Linked DNA regions of Mus musculus: region 2 is linked to region 1. The links are chromatin contacts, called in public HiCAR-type maps. All regions are on one chromosome and are shown on one strand. Each heading gives the region's core, a stretch centred on a gene start, on an enhancer-like site or on the middle of the called end of the contact. The rest is flanking DNA. Distances are from core to core; before and after follow the strand shown. Region 1 overlaps Ccdc171 (coiled-coil domain containing 171). Region 2 overlaps Bnc2 (basonuclin 2).

Evidence for each region. HiCAR-type assays count read pairs that join an accessible place to other places.
Region 2: a HiCAR-type map of fibro-adipogenic progenitors shows a contact between it and region 1, with 4 times the contacts expected there. The contact joins two enhancer-like sites. A contact is called at or near these places in 1 of 484 Hi-C or Micro-C datasets (uterus) and 1 of 115 datasets of contacts at active chromatin or transcription factors (fibro-adipogenic progenitors).

Annotation. Positions count from the first base shown.
Region 1 is chr4:83,829,297-83,832,646 of GRCm38.p6, forward strand. The region is part of intron 25 of Ccdc171 (coiled-coil domain containing 171); the gene reads left to right. All of the region lies in intron 2 of Gm42309 (a long non-coding RNA gene), which reads right to left. Among named protein-coding and RNA genes, the nearest start is that of Gm42309, 11 kb to the right of the region's middle. Within about 2 kb of position 1,800, at least 55 of the 459 cell types and tissues checked have an H3K27ac peak or open chromatin away from gene starts, as enhancers often do. A contact at or near this core is called in fibro-adipogenic progenitors and uterus, where this site is marked.
Region 2 is chr4:84,456,184-84,459,533 of GRCm38.p6, forward strand. All of the region lies in intron 3 of Bnc2 (basonuclin 2), which reads right to left. Among named protein-coding and RNA genes, the nearest start is that of Bnc2, 220 kb to the right of the region's middle. Within about 2 kb of position 1,573, at least 49 of the 459 cell types and tissues checked have an H3K27ac peak or open chromatin away from gene starts, as enhancers often do. A contact at or near this core is called in fibro-adipogenic progenitors and uterus, where this site is marked.

The DNA.
Region 1 (3,350 bases), core at 550-3,049:
TGGAGCCATTAACCTAATTTTAAAAATGAACAAAGAATCTTAGTCGACAACTTTTCTAAAGAACACAAACAAATATTCAACAAACACTTAGGAGATAATTGAGGTCACTTGATGACCCCCCCCCCCCCCAGTAAGTTAAATTTGAAATTTTCATTTGGCACAGCAAGTCTACTCTTAGGTATATATCCAGACGAATTCAGAGCAGTTATTCAAACAAAATACTTTGTCATAGTAGTGGATAAATATTCACCATAGCCAAGGAGGCTTCCTCAATATAAGCCGGTTGATGAAAAGATATGAACATATATTGTATTCAGACTGTGACATGTTATTTGGCCATAAGCTTCAATACATTTTTTTTAATTAAGAAAATTTTATGTGCATGATTGTTTGTGCATTGTGTATATGCATGGTACCCAGTAGCCATGGAGACCAGAAGAGGGTGTTAGATCTTTTATAACTGGAGTCCTAGGCAATTGTGAGCGAGCTGTCGTGTGGGGGCTTGGAACTGAATCCAGGTTCTCTGCATGAGCAGTAAGTGCTCTTAACTGCTGAGCCATCTCTCAGAGCCCAAGGTGCCACGAAATGTTGATCCATGTTGCAATATGCACAAAAGACCAGACACACCAGAGCAGACCAGTTAGTCTTCTTCAAGAAGCCACACATGTATGATTCCATTTATATGGAATGTCCCAAGCTAGCAAACCCATAAAGACTCAGATTAATGGTTGACAGTTTGCAGGAGGAGACCATTGGAGGTGAGTGAGTGCTGAATGGGTGTGGGGTTTCTGTGAGATGAGGAAACTTTCTGAAATGGGATGGCTATACAAAATTGCAGATGTACCTGATGATTTAAAATGGATAATCTGTGAATTCTAGGTTGGGTGTGTTTTAACACATTAATTTTTTTCATGAGTTCTTGTCTGGCATGGCATCACCCCTCTTATACAGGATGGCACACTGCAAAATCACATGACAGAGAAACACAGGAAATTTGGGTTCTAGAGAAAGTTTGCCATCTGACTCATCTCAAAGCTTTGGGAAGTAAACCGCACAGTCTCCATGGGTCTTGGTTTTCCTGGCTATAGAATGAAGACTCTAAATGAAATGAAAGTTGAATTCCTGCACAACTCTAAAATTCTTTTATTTGAGCTATAAATAACAATTTAGAATTCTGAATTCTATGCTTTATGTTGTTCCTGCTTCACTTATATTGATGAAATGAATGTTTCTAAATTTGGTTATATTCTGCACCAAGGAACCACTCACAAAAGCATACGAGGTATATAAACCTTACAATATAACTTATAACTAGGTAGTCAAAAAGTCCCCAAAGTAATTGGGGAATGGATTAGTATACTTGTAAGAAATATTTCCCTTTTTAATGCACAGTTTTTTTGATATTTAATATGTTAGGAATGTGAACTTTTAACTTGTCAAACTATTGTAACGTATTTGAAAATTATAGTAATTTGATTACAATGTTGCCTATAAGGCACAAGGTTTAGTTAATGGAATCCATATGTAATTAAAATGCAGAACTAAATGTAATCAGACTCCAGTGACTAGGGCTTTCATATTGATAGTTTTACAATGGCCTCTGGGGTTGAAAGTTTAAATGTTATAGAATATAATAGCGCTGTAGAAAACAAGCTGGCAATTTATTTGCGTTAATGTTACCAGCACAGCCACTTAATGGTATGTGACTCTGGCATCCTGAATTGTCTTCCTCTTAGTAGTATGATCTGTTGGCAGGTGGCAGATTCACATGGCTGCCACCACTGCAAGAACATTCTCCACAGCACTGTGGTATAGACACACCAAGATGAAGGTCCCTGCCCTGAGCCAAGCCACACTCTCTTTTAATAACAGAGCTGCTTAATTTGGGTGAATTCACTTGAATCATGTGAAAGTAATAGACACAACACTATGCACCAAGCCACAAAAAAGTTAAAAAATTTTTCCTGAACTTTAAAAAAAAAAAAAAGAATGATTTTCTCTGGACGAGCTTAAGAGTCGACATCCTGTGCTGGAGTTCTCTAATCATCACCAGCACAATTTACAATCAGAACACACAGAGAGCCAGTTCAGACCAGCTCATCTGTTGATCTTGGCAATGGCCCTTCATCTCACTGTGTACAGCTGCCACTTAAGAGTGGGGGGGGGGACTCAGCGGAGAGTTGGGGGCGGGCTGCGAGGCTGGTCAAGGCAGGAGCACACAGACCTGCTTCATCTCAGTGGTCTTTCGTATTTTACTGCCCTCCACCCCTTTTTTTTTTTTAAACTCAAAATTAAATACGGACCTCTCCTGAACCACTGCGCTCCAGGCATAAGAAATTGTAATGTCTGGCTTCCAGAAACTGTCCCGTCAAAATGTGCTTCTGATTAGGTGGCTTAATTACAGCTGTGAAAACAATGTTGATTTAGGCCGCAAGATTCCAGGGCATGTCAGCTGCTATTAGCTAACCTTGGACTGAATCCACCATTTTAAAACTCTGTGCCACTAAACTCACCCTGCCTGACAACTTTTTATTTAGGTGGAAAAGTTGCCAAAAGCAGTACATTTTAATCAACGTATTGTTCAACACACAATTTCATTTGTATCACCATTAATGACTCTATCAAGAACAAGGAAACTCCATTTGTTCAAACCAGTAAGTCCTGAGTAGTATTTTTGAGGGGCAACTGACACAAGAATTACTTTTAACTCCTTTAATTCAGTTTTATTTTAATTCTAGCATGTTGGTTTAACCACCCAACTTTATTACACCTAAATTTTCCTGACAGTTTCATTTGCTGTTAGGAAATAAAATTGCAATTTTTTTTTTCAGCATGGGAAATAATGGCTAGTTTTTAAAATGTTATGGTGGAAGCGTCCCTTGCCTGAAGCGTGTTCAGACCCAAACTCAGTTTACTTTTGGAAGGAAACGGACCTCATTAAATGGTTTTTTAATATTTTAATATCGCCTAAGTATTTTTCCATGGTGAGAAGGCTGATTAGACCTGTCTGTTTCCACCTGCAGGGGAGCTAGAGGTTGTAATTATTTGATGGCTCTGGTGCTCTGGCCTTTTCAATACAATTGATGCAGATACCGTGAATAGCTATGTATTTGAGGTCATTCCAATTTCTTTCACTATTGGACATGAAAACTTACTCTTATGTGACATGAATGACAATATCACAGAACAACAGTTGAAAAAAGTCAGTAATTAAAAGAAAGCAGTGCACTGAAGGCAGAAGCATGACAGGAAGTACAAAAGGCATTAAGTCTCATAATCATCTCATGAGAACTTTTCCTTGAAAATCCTTTTCAGTGAATGATGAGCGAGCTAACTCAGCATTTGTTCAA
Region 2 (3,350 bases), core at 323-2,822, 630 kb after region 1:
GGTACAAAAGCAAGAGAAACTAACAACGAAACACCAGCTGCAACTTGGGATTGGATTCCAAAGTCCGATTTACACCTCAGCCTAGCTCTGTGCTGCTCTCAGTTCCCCTTGTTTCTGGCTCAGTCTACTAACTCTGTGTCAATTGTTCACTGGCCACCTTTCTTCTGTTCCCTTTCTCCCTAATCAGGCTTCCAGAGGTCAATGGTCCCCCCTAGAAATGAGTACAAAGTGCTGAAGTATTCCCTGCCATGAGTCATCTTAATAGATACTCTAGTGGCGGCCTGTGGCCCAGCAGTGAGTCCGGAAAGCAGAGCTTTTAATAAAGCAGCACTTGCACACGCTCACAGCCCCATTAATTTAATACCTGCCGCTTGTTTACCAAACAGCACAGGCATGTCTCCGTGTCGATAACTTCCCAGTGACAGTGAGGCGACTGAATGTGGGCAGGGAACAGATGCACCTTTTTACGCTCTGTTAAACCATGTCACAGACTACAGCCCCTGAGCGCATTCCTTTATTTATGCTGTAGCCAGTTGAGCTAATTGTCAGAGACAGACCTGGTTCTAATTCTGCAGAGTGCCGCAACTGCAGGAGCATATGTGCTGAGGCATGAACGGTGCAGAGCTCTAAAAGGAAACGGTTAGAAAACGGAGTCAGAGGGTGGACGCATAATCTGCCAATAGACTACCCACAAAGACTTCAAAAATGTCACCTTTGCAATAGTAGATTAGGAGAGAGGGGGCAAAGGTACAGCGTTGGGAGGATTCAAAGGAACGTGAATTTGAAAGCAAATGCCTATGCACAGACAATACACCATCTGCAGAATCCACTCTACTGTGGCTGTAGTTCACCCTATGCAGGTGTGAAACACTCAGTCTCAAAGACTACCCCATAGAGGGCTAAGGGGCGACACAGTGCAGCCCAGCGGCTCTGCACAACCCCAGTAACAAACACTGCAAACACCCTAGTCCAACTCTATTAGTGACAAAAATATTTGAAAGACTCATTCATCCACCCATAAACTCTAGTGAGCTTGGACAAAGGAACTCCCGTTTATTGTTCTCCACATATCCTGTGGTATTAGCAGTGTTTCTTATTAACTGCAATACCACACTCATATTTTATCAGTAGCGAGAGTTCACTCCAGTTAAAAGTTCTTCACCCGTCATGGACATTTTTCAGCAAATTAATATCTTTTACTTGCATGACTTCTCTTCATATTACAGTTTGGGGTTTAAATGGATCATGATACTTTGCAGAAAGGGGAAAAAAAAAGACAAAAAGAGCTTAGTGTTGATAATTTTTACTACTTATGACTAAATGACCTCAACTGAAGAATAAAAAATTAAGTCATTTGTCTTATGAGGTACAGAGGACATTTTATGGTGAACAATTTAACTAATAATGGGTTGGGGCCAGTCCTTAACAAGTCACATGCTTCCATTGTCCCTTCACCCTCTGCTTATGTTTTTACCACATCCTAACAAAAACATGACCAGAACTGGTGAAAACCATACGGTTCCAACTAATGAATCACATAGTTTCCCGCAAGTACAGTAAGTACTACCAGCTGTGTGACAGTCTGACTTTGGCACTGGAACCAGTGCCGAAAAGGCAGGCCCATTTGAACGCAGCTGTATTGAAAAACCACAAGCAATGTAAGTGTGTCTGCCTGCTCGGGGCGGCTCTGTCTCTGCTCTGTCCTTAGAAAATGCCAGGCATCTTGTTTAGAAAAAGTCTCAGGAATTACAGAGATAAGGAGAAAACCCCACAAAATGTAAAAACATACTGTTTTCAGAAAATGTCACTTTGTAAAGCAGAATGCCATAAGAAAGCAATAAAAGGAGCGGATGTGGACACATACAGAGACACATGTGGGACGGGTCACATGCCTTGACTGAAGGTGGCCTATATACATGTATCTGAGTAAGAGAGGGGACAGAGTGGGCAAGGAATGACAGTAAACACGGATGCTCACCGACAGACACACTCTCTCTCTCTCTCTCTCCCCCCCCCTCTCTCTCTCTCTCTCTCTCTCTCACACACACACACACACACACACACACACACACACACACACCTGAAACCACACAGAGAAAACAACACCCAGACTTTTCAACTGATGTCTCACTAGTGACCGCATGAATTCCTACTATTTAAATTTGCCCTTCACACAAGAGTAAGTTTCACTTGTAAATCAAGAGCATTCTGGAAAAAAAAAAAAATAAAGCAACCTCCCTGGCAAGCTGAAGGTATTTTTACATGCACGCACTTTTTCTTGCTGCACACCATCATTCCCATGAATAAATATCACTGAAAGGGAGAGATATGCTCCACTTTCCTAATCTAGACGTGTTAATGTGGAAAAAGCAGAAATCGTTTTTAAGTGTCTGTTGTGACAAGGCAGTAGCTGTTACATTTCACTATTACTTAGTGATTGGTAGTAGGGTTAAGTATCAAGCTGAGAAAAACAAATACCTAGGGATATTGTTTTCCACTAAGTCTCAACTAAAAACGAATAATAACAACGGTCAAACACTTTATTTGTTGGCTAGCGTTTTAAATACAAGGAAGCCAGTGTAGGACTAACGGAAAGGTCTGCCTTTGATGTTTGCTTTTATCGCCTAATTAGCCAAACACGTTATTTTTAGCTTGTGTCAAAAAGACGCTTGGTTCAGCAGTAATCTAATCCAAAAGTCATAACAACACTACATCTTCTTTTTTTGTTTATACCACAGTTCTATGGATATTTTTTGTTTGTTTTTATGCAGCTAAGAATTGCCACATGAAGTGCAACTTTGACCCTTGGGATTTAAATTCATTCTTAGTGAATTCAGGTGCACTTGGTGAGGGCCAGGTCCAAAGCAACCGTTCATCAAATCTATCACTAGAGCTGGCTCGGGCCAGAAAGATGGCACCACACCTTCCTCAATGAGACAAGGCAAATGAGGGAAATCCACTCAGGTTTGAAAGACCACAGCTACCCATAAATAAGAACAGCACACAGAGCCACAGAGAAGCCACAGGGAGATATTAAGCTTTTTGTTTGTTTGTTTGTTTGTTTTGGTTGGTTGGTTGGTTGGTTGGTTTGGTTTGGTTTTTCCAAGACAGGGTTTCCCTGTGTAGCCCTGGCTGTCCTGGAACTCACTCTGTAGACCAGGCTGGCCTTGAACTCAGAAATTCGCCTGCCTCTGCCTCCCAAGTGTTAGGATTAAAGGCGTGCGCCACCACGCCCAGCGATGTTACACTTTTAAAACACTACAGTACTAAATCACTAGCTAACATGGAACCTCAAAGCAGAAAGTTCAAAACCAACTTATGAAAGTACATGATCCAACTCTGTCAAGGAA